Regions from separate parts of the Mus musculus genome. Here region 1 is linked to region 2. The links are chromatin contacts, called in public Micro-C maps. All regions are on one chromosome and are shown on one strand. Each heading gives the region's core, a stretch centred on a gene start, on an enhancer-like site or on the middle of the called end of the contact. The rest is flanking DNA. Distances are from core to core; before and after follow the strand shown.

What was found. Hi-C and Micro-C count contacts between places; a contact is called where the count stands out from the background.
Region 1: a contact with region 2 is called in a Micro-C map of trophoblast stem cells, with 7 times the contacts expected there. The contact joins two enhancer-like sites. A contact is called at or near these places in 1 of 39 promoter capture datasets (Sertoli cells), 43 of 484 Hi-C or Micro-C datasets (B cells, CD4 T cells, the HL-1 cell line and 15 more), 3 of 115 datasets of contacts at active chromatin or transcription factors (embryonic stem cells, extraembryonic endoderm stem cells and trophoblast stem cells) and 2 of 9 other capture datasets (adipose tissue and pancreatic islet).

Annotation. Positions count from the first base shown.
Region 1 is chr2:6,164,319-6,170,910 of GRCm38.p6, forward strand. No RefSeq gene overlaps it. Among named protein-coding and RNA genes, the nearest start is that of A230108P19Rik, 26 kb to the right of the region's middle. Within about 2 kb of position 4,108, at least 23 of the 459 cell types and tissues checked have an H3K27ac peak or open chromatin away from gene starts, as enhancers often do. A contact at or near this core is called in trophoblast stem cells, where this site is marked.
Region 2 is chr2:6,036,553-6,043,464 of GRCm38.p6, forward strand. It overlaps Upf2 (UPF2 regulator of nonsense transcripts homolog (yeast)), which reads left to right. Exons shown (of 22, transcript NM_001081132.1): 17 at 3,557-3,658; 18 at 3,911-4,009. Among named protein-coding and RNA genes, the nearest start is that of Gm30136, 40 kb to the right of the region's middle. Within about 2 kb of position 3,444, at least 2 of the 459 cell types and tissues checked have an H3K27ac peak or open chromatin away from gene starts, as enhancers often do. A contact at or near this core is called in trophoblast stem cells, where this site is marked.

The sequences.
Region 1 (6,592 bases), core at 2,858-5,357, 130 kb after region 2:
AATTGGGTAGAGTTTAAAGTACTCTCATTATGAATGAGGTGTGTCGGTATATTTTATTTGGAGTGCTTTGTGTGATATGAAAGAATAGAACTCATCTTCAAACAACTTCTTTTCCTTTCAAGATTCTCATTTCAAATCTCTTCCTATCTGGAAACTTAAGCAGACAGCTCATGTCCCTTCCTTCCACATTGGTTTTAGGCATAACTAGTTTTTTTCATAGCTATTGGCGTCAGGCTTTGTAGTCTCCTGAGTCCCTGGGGGAAAGTCCCTCATACCGTTTGTTTTCCATGTGATGTTTTTCTGTTAGCCTTAAAGTCCAGTTCTGCAGAGTCTAGACTCTTGAGATGTCCCCGCAGCTCTCTGTTGTTGGTGTCTAGAGTAGAGGACATCCTGAGAAAGGAGATCAAATAACCTAAGCGTAAAGTAAGGAAGGCAGCAGACGCCCAGCCTTTTCTGTCAGCATCGACATTCTCTGGGAGGAGGCCAAGGAGAACATAAATACAGCCGGGCCATGAAATCAAAGCACTATTTAAAAATAAGCAAACAAACGGAGCAGGCTGAGATTACTACTCCCTTATTAAAAGCAACCTAGGACAAGACAAAACAAACATAAAAGCGGAGGAGGGTTATTAAATGTAAACTCATCTCGGAGAGGAAAACTGCTAACGTGGTCACTTCGTGAAAGGAGACAGAAAGCAAACTGAGAACTCATGCACAGGTAATGTGCCCTGGCGTCCATAGAGGAAGTGTCGGCTTAGCAACGTGTTAAGAATGCAAGCTCCTGGGACTGAGGGGGTGGCTCAGTGGTTAAGGCACTGTGTAAGCATGTTCTCCGTCCTACAGTCTAAGCCTCTGAAGATGGAGACAGGGGATCCCAGAAGCTTCTGGCTAGGGCAGAGGTTCTCACTCGACCTAACACTGCAACCCTTTAAGACAGTTTCCCGTGTTGTAGTGACCCCCCCCAACCATAAAATAATTGTGTTGCTACTTCATAGCTGTAATTTTGCTACTGTTATGAAGTATAATGTAAATGTCTGATATGCAGGATATCTGATATATGACCCCCAAAGTGGTCTCGACCCACAGGTTGAGAACCGCTGGACTAGTGAACATAGTTGTATTAATGGGCTCTGGTTTCAATTGGGAGACTCTGTTGTGTCAATAAATAAGGTGGAAGAGCAATGGGGAGTGATTCCCTACTTCAAACTCTACCCTCTACATATACATGCATACACGTGTACCCATACCCACATGTGTGCTTGTATACATGCAATCATGCATACCATGCATATATATGTGAAAATTAAAAAAAAACAACAACAGAAAAACAATAACAAGGCAAAGTTTTGTTCCTCCAGATCTACACATCCTGCTTTGGCAGGTCTGTGATGAGACATTCCGTGTTCTGAGATGGGCAGAGTCACAGAGAAGTCATAGCAGCCTGAGGCTAGCACCTGAGCTACCAAAACAAAGATGAGCAGGAGCTCAGGGGTTTGAACGAAGGCTTGAACGGGGAGAGGAGGAGTTTGTGAGGTTGTTTTCAGCTTTCGAAGCACCCTTTCTCTAGAAACTTTTATCAGGTGATGGTGCAATAGTTCTCGAATCTAGACAAAAGGAAGTGAGTGTTTTGAGTGTTGTGAAGTATTAGTTCTCAATATACTGCAATCCAATGACGTCAGCATGGCAGTCTTCCAAGATTAGTAGGCTGTTCTTTCTATTAAAAATGGCTTCCAGGGCTGCAAAGATCACAGTCAGTAGAGCTCTCGAGAATGGGGACCTAAGTTCAAATTCCCAGAGTGCTGAGTGTGGCCATGGACCTGTAACCACAGCACTGTGGGGGAAGCAGAAAGACAGGAGGTCACTGAGGTTTGCTACTCTCAGCCCAAGTTCAGGTTCACTGACAGAACTTGTTTTGAGGATTAAGGACAGGGCAGGACCCTCTCTGGCCCCAGGCACACATATACCCGCCCCCCCATATACACACAGACTCACGCTCAAAAAACAAAGTGACTTCAACTTGCAGATCCGTACATCCCTCTGATACTAGGATACAGCTATTTGAAAAGCGTTGAAAACAATTGGATTCAATTGTTCATCCTCCTTGGCTCTTACTAGTATGTCTCTTCTTATTCTCTAGCATACTCCCTAAACTCTCTATCCTACCCTGACTTTCACCTGCTGTAACAATTCAACTAAGACTCTCAACCAATGCTGGTCCATATTGCTCAGGCCAAACCAAGAGTCTGCAGCAACTTGCTTACTCTCTGGTAATGACCCTGGTCTCCATAAGGAAAGGAGGCAAGCCCATGGTGCCTGCCTCCTAGGTCCTGTTCTTTCAGGCCACATCTCTTGTTTCATAGTCCCCCTGGTTCCTTTAGCTATAGGACTCTGATCTCCATGACTTTTCCTGGTACATATCGATGGGGCTGTGTGGGTGTTCAGACCTTACTACCTCTGGGTAGAGTCCCTGGACAAATGGTATACCTTCTCTTGAGAAAGGATGGCTGTAGTTTGAGGGGTCATTACAATAGATGGCTGCTCTCTCTCTCTCTCTCTCTCTCTCACACACACACAGACACACTCACTCACACATACACATACCCCACACACACATAAAGAACAGGTTAATTGCTTCTCTGCCTTTTGGCTAAGATCAAGCGAAGAGCAGGTTAGAACAAGTTACAGTCTAAACTCTTTCCTTCTAGGACCTTGTCACCTCTGAATCGCATCTACAGCTTCTTCACCATCGTGACACTACTCTGGCTCTTGGCTTGGGAAGGAAACTTTGATCTTCCTTAAAGCTAATACTCTCTGATCAGCCCTCCAATAACAGGGTCGTTGTCCCTTTCCACTTACATATATGGGACATACATGCAATGAGACAGGTGTAAGTACAGGATATTCTCAGCATGATTAGTGTGATACACATATATGGTATACTTGTAGGCATCATACAAATAGCAAAAGAGAAGCATGAGGTACACTGTGCTGTGTGCAAAAAATAGAAAATGTTATTGGAGTTGTTTTGTAAAGGGGAATCTTGGAACCAGCAAGCTTTCTTCTTCTTTTTCTCTATTGTGGAGAATTGCTTTCTCGTTGTGTGTGTGTGGTGTGCGTGTGTGAGTGAGTGTGTATGTACTTATACTCAGTGGCAGTACTCAGAGTGAAGCCACATGACTTGTTAGAGCACTGTGGGAATTGGGAAGACACCTTTGTGACTGGCATGAGTGAGTACGGTCAGAAATACTGCTCTGCAGACCATGGTGCACATGTCTGTTCCTTCAACCAAGGACCGTCTGCCCCAAAGGTCCACGTTGCCGAGAGTTAGAAGCCCTGCTCTGGAATCCTCCTGCAGCGCTCACTCCAGGGTGAAAACCATGGCCATTTATTGACAGCAGGCTACAGAGGCATTGGTTCTGTCCCTAAAACCAAACTCAACAGACAATTGTTTATGAGCGTTCTCCTTCACCACGGTGGCGGCTGTCTCAAGGACTTGACTGTACAACATGCTCAGCTGGTTGTTTTTATTCTCATGACTAAAAAGCGAGTGGGCATAGAGCTCAGGGGTAGGGTGCTTGCCCACTTTATATAAGGTATTAGGTTCAGTCCCCAGTACTACCAAAGCCCAAACAACAACAAATGCCAATTTTCCCATCAAGTAACCTGAAGCAAGTTCTGCTTAAGGATTCAACCCAGAGGTAAACAACCATCGCCCTCTGCTGGAAGATTCTGTAACTGCTCCATTCAGAGTAGAGGAGCCCGGTTGAACATGCCTTTGAACATGTAATTGCCTCCAAGGGTGAGGAGAGTATTGGTTTATACAGCCAATTAATATTTTAGATAATAATCTTATTCTTTGAGATTTTCACACATTTATATAGTGTATAAATCTATCTGACCCCCCCCTTTGGCTTCATGTCTTCTTGTTGTTTATTTTAGGAGTCCAATTACTGCTACCCATCTGCATATGGGTATGGGGTCATCCCCTGGGGACATAAGCAATCTGCCAGTGACCATGCACCCAGAGGATGCACCCAGAGGACAGTGACTTCCTCTCATTAGCTGTCACCTGCCAAGAGTTCTATGTAACCACGGTTCCTTGAGCTGATGCATGCAACAGGCATGTTGTAACAGGAGTCAGGGCTCACAGCTCTCTCCTCTCCACCCACAGGCTCTTACCTACTTATCTCCCCATCTCCTTGGAAGTTTCCCGAGCCTTGGCTGGTGAGAGGGTGATACTGATAACCTGTCCAGGGCTAGACACTTGACCTTTTGACCAGTTATAGGTGTCTGCATTAACCAGTACTTACTGCAAAGGAAGCTCCCCTGGCCACAGTTCAGAGCAGCAGGAATCTGTGCATATGAACGCAGATATTTAGAAGTCAGTGTGACACTATGACTACTTAGCCAAACCACAACAGGTTTCCCCTTCGGGCCTATGATCTCCTCAGCCCTGGGCTTTTGACTAGGATTGCAGGACTTGGCAAGACTGTTGAGCAAGACTCAGATTTAGTAAGAAAGCAGCTGTATACCCCTATACAATTACACCAATGGGCATATTTTGCCAGCAGGTCCATATTGTAGCATGCAGGGTCCAGTACCAGGGAAGACATTGATTTTTTTTTTTCCTCCAAGAATCCTGTAGAGCACTTCAGGCCCTCTGTAAGCTCATTAGCAGATGCAGGGGTCCTGGCCAGTTTGAGATTAATTTTTTTTATGCCTACATTCAAAGTGGGTGACATCTTTAACAATAGAGTCTTACTATCTAGCTATGGAGGGCAACTGAGAGCAATGGCAATAGCTTATATTATTTTGGGAGCCCCTGGGGCCTCTCTGACCAATATTCATAGAGAGGTAACCATGGTTGGCACTGAGATTTTTATTTAACAACCCAGGTGTTTGGGGAGCAGTGTTGTCCACCCATGCAAGGGTACTTCTGTTCGCTTATAAACTAGTTGATTTTCACAAAGCTTCTTCACGGATCCTTAGTTTTGTCTAACCCACAACTACCCTTTTTGTTCCCCATCCATCTATATCTGCTTACACCCTTACCCTTTAGTATCTCCTGTCTCCTTTTATGGATCAGTGTTGTACTATACCATCTGACTGAGTTTCGTCTTGGGTTAGAAAACCACAGGGTTTTAAATGGCTTTTCCTTGTTCCCTTCATTTTGGTTAGGCCTTCTGCTAACATTTCATTTCTCATTCTCTCCCTCCTCTGTACTTGAATGACCAGTTTCTTTTTTAATGTAGGACTATAGGTTTATATGTTGTTCGATGGCTATTAAATATTCTATCCCTTCTCTGACAGGGCAGCATTGATGAACAAAACAATACCAAAGTTTAATGATCAGACCCAGAAGTAGATTGTAGGATGTCTTAAAAATAATTTTTATTTTGATGGGCTTCGTGCATGAAGTGCTTGTCATGTGAGCATGCTCAAGTCCCAGAATCCTCATTAAAAATTCTTTTTTGGGTTTTTGATTTTGTTTTTTCGAGACAGGGTTTCTCTGTGTAGCCCTGGCTGTCTTGGAACTCACTTTGTAGACCAGGCTGGCCTCGAACTCAGAAACCCACCTGCCTCTGCCTTCCAAGTGCTGGGATTAAAGGCATGTGCCACCACCGCCCAGTTATTTAATGAGTCTTTTGTTTACTTTTGAGATTGTATTTTAATTATAGCACTCCCCCTTCCCTCCCTCGACCCCTCTCACATGCCCTTCCCTCTTCTTATTCAAATTCGTGGCCACTGGCTTTTTATCAGTTATTATTGCATGCATATAAGTATTTGCAGATACATACATATTCCCAAATATAACCTGTCATGCATATTTTTGATAATGTGACTATGATAGGAAATGGGCTAGAGAAATGGCTCAGGAGATTGACCTAATTGAAAAGCCAACGTGGAGCCAGGAGTAAAGCCATGCCTTTAATCCCTGCACTCTGGAGGCCTGGTGAGTTTGAGGCCAGCCTTGGTCTATGAGGCAAGTTCCAGGACAGCCAAGGCCAGCACACAGAGAAACCCTGTCTCAAAAACAAAACAAAACAAAACAAAACAAAACAAAACACACACATACAAAAAAAAAAAAGAAAAAAAAAAAAGACTTCCCAGCCACACTGACTCTTCTTGGTGACTGATTGTAAATCTAGTCAAGTTGACAAGATTAACTATTTCAACTCTTCCCCTATCAACTTCACATCCAAATGCATCCATATTGTTTAATTTAATCCATATCGTTTTATTTCTGGCTTTCATACGTTTCTAGACACTTCACAATGCAAAATGGGTTTAGCCCAATTTCAAACATCCCTGTAGTCTAACAGTACCAAGGCCAAGGTCCTCCCTGATGCTCGGGGACATCTCTTAACTTCCATTTTCCAACATACTAGGATATAAAGTAAGCACCTCCATTAGGAAGGATGGGAGGATGATACTGACATCAAACACAGGCAGGTACTTGCCTGTGTCCAGCACCAGGGCTGTGGGACAGTAACATCTGTGTTCCACTGGGCTTGGGTGGCCTACCTCTCCAGCTTACAGTGTGGAAGGCACAGAGGTAACTTTATTACAGCTGCCCCATGGTGGCCAGGAG
Region 2 (6,912 bases), core at 2,194-4,693:
AGAAGAGTCCATACTCTGTGGCCTCCATAATTGGCTGTAGTATTTATAGGCAGCAGGAATGTACTTTTAAATATTTACGTGCTACTTTTTCCTTGGAGCCTTACATCTCTCTTAAAGTAGATAAAAACAAATGAACCATAACTGGTTTCAGCATAGTAGGTGCCTTTATGTTGATTCATTTTCAAAATGAAATTGCTGTAGAAAAATTCTGAAATATAAATTTAATTGGCTTGCTAAGTACTTTATATAACAAAAGGAAATGAGACACTAATTTCTTTTAAATATTGAGACTAACAATGTTTTCTGTGGTACTAATTAGATGAGCAAAGTCTAACGAATCTAACATGCTCAGTAAATATGAAGTAACTTTCTTGTAAAAAGTTTGAGGTATTTTTCTTTTTCTTTTTTTTTTTTTAAGATTTATTTATTTATTTATTTATTTATTTATTTGTTATATGTAAGTACACTGTAGCTGTCTTCAGACACTCCAGAAGAGGGCGTCAGATCTCTTTACGGATGGTTTTGTGCCACCATGTGGTTGCTGGGATTTGAACTCGGGACCTTTGTAAGAACAGTCAGTGTTCTTACCCGATGAGCCATCTCACCAGCCCGGTATTTTTCTTTTTAAATGCATTTCTTTGTTTACAATATTGACCTTTGTATTTGGGAGGGCTTATTTTATACTTGTGTCTCAAGACAAAGAAGGAAACACTGTACAGGACATATCTCTACTAGGGAGAAAAGCAGACAGGACATATCTCTACTAGGGAGAAAAGCAGACAGAACATTCAGTTAGGAGTTGGGTGGCCCTCTGGGAACCTGTGCTGGCTTTGACAAGAGTAAGATGACAAGAGTAAGGCGCTTAGCTTCTCTTCACCTCCAAGGTCACTCCTTCCCATAGCTATCCAGAAACAGAAATTATTTAAGAAAAAGAAAGATGAGTTAGGGAGTAATAAACATGGGAAGGAATATTCTACTATCTACTCCAGTGGAGAAAGAAAAGGCAAGAATTCAACTCATTAGGAACAGTGGGGCACCATACAGTTTAGCTCAGTGGTAGAGAATCTATTAAGCACACAATATAGCCTTGGGCTCAGCTCTTCAATGCTTGTCCCCACAGAGCCACTGTTCTTTCAGTTTGGTTGTTGTTGTTTTGGTTTTTTAAGATTTGTTTTTATGTTTATGAGTGTTTTACTTACTTATGAATGCACACCATGTGTGTGCAGTGCCATAAGAGGAGGACACTGGGGCCTGTGCAGCTGGACCTACACAGACCATTGTAACCACCATGTGGGTTCTAGGATCTCTGCAAGAACAGCAAGTGCTCCTAACCACTGAGCCATCTCTCCAACCCCATCTTGGTACTTTTATATCTTAGCAATTCCCAACCAGGGTGTGTTCTCTTTAAGTATCAGTGTGAAACTCAAATAACTGTTGAAGATTAAGTAGTCTATTAAAACTTTTTTAAAATTTTTTAATTAATTAATTTATTTATTTATTTATTGGTTTTTTGAGACAGGGTTTCTCTGTGTAGCCCTGGCTGTCCTGGAACTCACTCTGTAGACCAGGCTGGCCTCTAACTCAGAAATCTACCTGCCTCTGCCTCCCAAGTGCTGGGATTAAAGGCATGCGCCACCTTATCTATATGTTTCCTATGGACACAGTTGATGTTAGTTAGAAACTTAAGTTACAAATAGGTTAAATAATTTGCCCACACTCTCAGAGTAGTACCAGAGCCAGATACAACGTGGCCATTTTTTGGTTTGGTTGCTTGGTTTGGTTGGTTGGTTTGTTGTGTTACATTGCTTCTCCTGCTTGCCTTAGCCAGCAAATGATGTATTAATTTTACCTTATTATGTTAGTATATAGGAAGCTCAAGACAAATGTATTCCTGTTGAATATTTTATTTGTGAAAATGAACACATTCTGTTCAGTTGGCTCTCTTCATCTGTGTATCCAACTATTCATATATAAAAAATACTCAAGCAGCCGGGTGTGGTGGCGCACGCCTTTAATCCCAGGCAGAGGCAGTCGGATTTCTGAGTTTGAGGCCAGCCTGGTCTACAAAGTGAGTTCCAGGACAGCCAGGGCTATACAGAGAAACCCTGTCTCGAAAAAACAAAACAAAACAAAAAAAAGAAATAAAAAAGGGCTGGAGAGATGGCTCAGTGGATAAGAGCACTAACTGCTCTTCCGAAGGTCCTGAGTTCAATTCCCAGCAACCACATGTGGCTTACAACCACCTGTAATGAGATTTGATGCCCTCTTCAGTTTCAGTGTACATATGTGTAATAATAAATCTTTTAAAAAAATACTCAAGGGAGTAATGCATTTATACCAAGCATATGTAGACCTGTTTAGTCATACCCTAACAGTGAGTGTTGTTTAGCACTTACATTGAACCACTCCTGACACATAGCTTTATTAACTGAGCAATAAAAGGAGGGGGTTTTGTTAATTCATTTAGCTTAGTTTAATCTAGTTTTAATAGGAAGCATCTTTGTGTATTAATTGATTCATGGGGAGGAGGTGCTGGGAAAAAGGCTTATTTGGCAAAGTGCATTCGAACACCTGAATTTTATCTCTACCACCCACGGAGAGAAGCCTGTAATACTATCTATCTGTGAAGAGGTCGAGAGGATCCCTGAGGATCACTGGCCACCCAGTCTGAATCAGTGAGAGATCCTGTCCCCTGCTCCCAAAATATGTATACACACACGCACACGAACATGCACACACACGATTCATTTTCTTCGGGAGGGAATTTAAGATTAGCTTCTTGTTTTGTGTGTTTGCTTGCTTGGCTGCTTGCTTGTTTTTGAGACAGGGTCTCATGTATCCTAGGCTGCTCTTGAATTTACTATGTTCCTGAAGATAACCTTTGTCCTACTTTGATTTTTGTTTCTGTGATAAACACCATAATCAAAAGCAGATTGGGAAGGAGGAGGGTGTGGTTGATGATACAGGTTGCAGGACATAACTGAGGAACTTAGGTGCAAAAGCTAAAGCAGAGATGGTGAAGGAACACTGCTTACTGGCTTGCCCATTTACTTTGTTACATAACCTAGGACCACATGCCCATAGGTCAGTCTGAAGGGGACAGTGACTCAGTTGAGGTTACCCCTTTCCATAGACCCCGTAATGTTTTTGAGCTGCAAATTGGATTTCTATTTTGTTTTTAATGTAAAAAATGGGAACAATAATAAAGGACAAGAGAACATCCCTGCATAGTGCTCTATCGTGGTTTTTAACTGGTGGAATTAAATGTGAACTTTGTAGAATTAGATGAATAGTAAAAAAAAAAAAAACTACAGTGAGAAACACTAAAGGTTCAGGAAACTGCTTCCTCGTGTGATTTACGTTACTGCTTTATGTGCTGTCTGACCTGTGGTTAGTATTTAGCTCCTGGCATGTAGGAAATGTTGGCCCTCTGACTTGTCCGACAGATTCCATGAAAGGAGGCTAGGAGTAAGTAAACGACACACCTACACACCTCCGTAAGGCATGTTAGGTTCCCTACTGGAGGGCTTGAATTGTCTGTTGCTGTTCATTTCAGGAGGGTTCTGAGGAGGAGGAGGAGGGAGAGGAGGAGGAAGAGGAGAATACAGATTACCTCACAGATTCCAACAAGGAGAACGAGACTGATGAAGAAAATGCTGTATGTATGACCGTATTTGTTTTATTTTCAAATTCTGTGGTGGTTTTGAGTATTTGATTTTAAGTCATTGAATTTTTTTGCTTGTGATGATAAAAAATTGCTTTCTTGGGAACCTCCTTTGAGTTTCCCCCGGGTGGCAAGTTATTTTAACCTTTACCTCTGGTTATGCCAACCACATCAGCATACAGAAAGGCTCTGACTTATGAAACATTACAGTGAAATGGGTTATGACTTTTTCCTTTGTGTGATAAGGAGGTGATGATTAAGGGAGGCGGACTGAAGCATGTTCCTTGTGTAGAAGATGAGGACTTCATTCAAGCTCTGGACAAAATGATGCTAGAAAACCTTCAGGTAAAATATCACTCTTTCGAACACAAAACATTGTAGTACACAAGATTCTGATTAATACAAGGATCTCTTTCTAAGCAGCCACCCCTGTGGCATATCTCCCTAATGTACACAGATTATGACTGCCAGCATGGCCTGTATTCCAAATCCTGATTAGCAGTTCCTGAGCGAGAATGAGAATAAATGTAGTTATTGTAAGATGGGAGTGATCATTTTTAAGAGCATGCACTGCCCTTACTCAACTTGTTTTCTACCCCCCGTGTTGGATGGCTAACAGGCACTTGTAATTCCGGTACTGGGGATCTGAAACCCTGGCTTATATGGGCACTTGTGTGCATGTGACCCACATAACACATGCAGAGACGTAACTAACAATAAAATAAATCTTTATGTTCACAGCATTACTAAACTGGGGGAGGGGGGAGAGAACCAGGGTTTCTCTGTGTAGCCCTGGCAGTGCTGGACCTCACTCTGTAGACCAGGCTGGCCTCAAACTGCCTCTGCCTCCTGAATGCTGGGATTAAATACATATGCCACTACATCCAGCTAATGAACAAGATTTTATCAAAACTCTGTGTAACGTTTTGGTTTTGGTCTGTGCTACTGGAGATCAAACCCAAGCTGGGCTAGCTGGGCTCTGAACTGCATCCCTAGTCATTCATTTGGCATTTATTAAAACATCACAGTAATTGGGAATGATTACATTTTTCTGTAATAGGAGAGAGACTCCTTTGGGTTGTTTACTTGTGCTGATTAAATGACTGATAACCCCTTTGGTAACTTAGCATGCTTTTGTCCGAACATAGAGTTGTTGGGGGGCGACCATTGAGGTAAGTTAGGTTTAAGGAAGGAGTGAAAATGTTCAGTATAGCTAAGTATTGATCAGCGTTCACTGGAAAGGGAAGAGAACTAGGGGATAGCTAGCTAGGCCATAGAGCAAGGTGATGTCTTGTTTTGGGCTTGTTTAAGATATTAAAGTCATTTTGTGCTGGCAGACTGGTTCTTTAGAGAAGAAATACTAGATTTTACTATTGACAAAGTTATTGAAGGGCTCAACATACCTCCTCCTTCATCCCTCCCCAAAGTATTAACCATTTTTCCTATTGTTATTATTGTTTAGAATATTATTATACACACATTAGACCAACTTTCTGCTTCTTTCAGATATTAAGTATTTCTCTATATATCCAGATATTGTTTATATATATGTGTGTGTGTGTGTGTGTGTGTGTGTGTGTGTGTGTGTGTGTATGTTTATTTGTGTGGGTTTTTTATTTGGTTGGCTGGTCAGTTTTTTGTTTTTGTCCAACATAATATTTTTATTAATTATTTGGTAATTTTATACAATTTACCCTGAACACATTCATTCATTCCAGGTCCCCCTTCCCACCCTTGTGTACCCGCCTCCCCACAAAAAATAAATAAATCAACTACCAAGGCCCATTTGTGTTGCCCTTATACTTTTTGGAACATTGTCAGACTCCCAGTGGCCTGTCCCATAAAGAAAACTGAACTTCCTCCACCCCCAACCCCTTCAACTGTGAGGAGCATTTCAGCATCTTTATCACAGTTTTTAAGGACTGTTTAATAGCTTCCTTGTCTGGACTGTTTCTTTTTGGGGGAGGGCAGATTGTCACAGAAGCATTCAGTGTCTCTCTGGTTGATATTTTGTTTTATTTTTGAGTCAAGATCCCATTAGATAGCTGGGGCTGGCCTTGATAATTAGCCCAGACTGGCCTCAAATTTACAATCTTCCTGCCTCAACCTCCCATGTGTTTAAATTACATGTGTATGCTGCCATAACTAGCCCAAAAGCCCTTAATTTATTAAGTAAGTCTCAGGTTACTTTAGAGGCATGTCAAATAAAGCATAATTAGCAATTGTAATTTTCTAGAAGAGAAATAAAAGAGTTTTCATAAAGCAGCGTATGGAGTCAGTAACCATTTGATAGTTCCTGAGAAGCTGTATGTGAGTGACTAACAGTACACACGGTGAGGCAGAAGTAGTAGATAAGACAGACGTTCTTCTTCTCAGAGAGGATAGGTATTTAAAGACTACCATGTATGTACTCTAAATTCGTGATCATTGGTACAGATAGAATGTTTTGGTTTCTAGAAAGGGAAGAGCCTTCATTAGATGGGATGGTGGAAAAGACATTTCTAATAGCACAATTTTAAATAGAGCTGGTCAAATGGAGCTGTTTAAATTTAGAAATGGGCTGGCTAGTAAGAAGGCTGGGTAGTCAAGAGCACTGGATGCTTTCAGGGCACTGGGCATGGGTTCAATTCTCACCACCCACGTGGTGGTCATAACCATCTGTAACACCAGATTCAAGGGATCTGATGGCTCTGCAGGATCCAGACACACAATGATGCAGAGAGATACATACATGCAAGCAAATATCTACACATACAAAATTTTTAATTAGGGAAAAGTGAAGAAAATTTCAAAGGTCTTAAGACAGAAAATAGCCTGCCTGTGAAAACTAAATAGAGGCTTAGCATCAGTGGACATAATCTACAGGCAAATGGTGACAAGAACAGAGAACTGTAATGGGAACCCTTGGAAGAGCAAGTCCTAGATGAAGTTAGTTCTGATAGGGGTGGGACTGCAAACACTGAAACCTGGGTAGACGGCTGTCTTGGTAATGGGCAGGTACAGATGGTGATCTGCCTAGCACAGTAACAGGAAACACCTGAGAGCTTTTCACTTGGTAGAGTGAACTGGCTTCACTAGGTACTTGACTAGATTGAGAATTTGATCTTTTATTGCTGTGACAGATGCCTGACAGAAATAGTTTCATGGAAGAAGAACTTATTTTGTGTTTGGTTTCAGTCTGTTACATAGCAGTACAGAAGCATCAATGAAGTGTGTAGTGTAGGAAGCCATCTCCCCACGAAGACAGA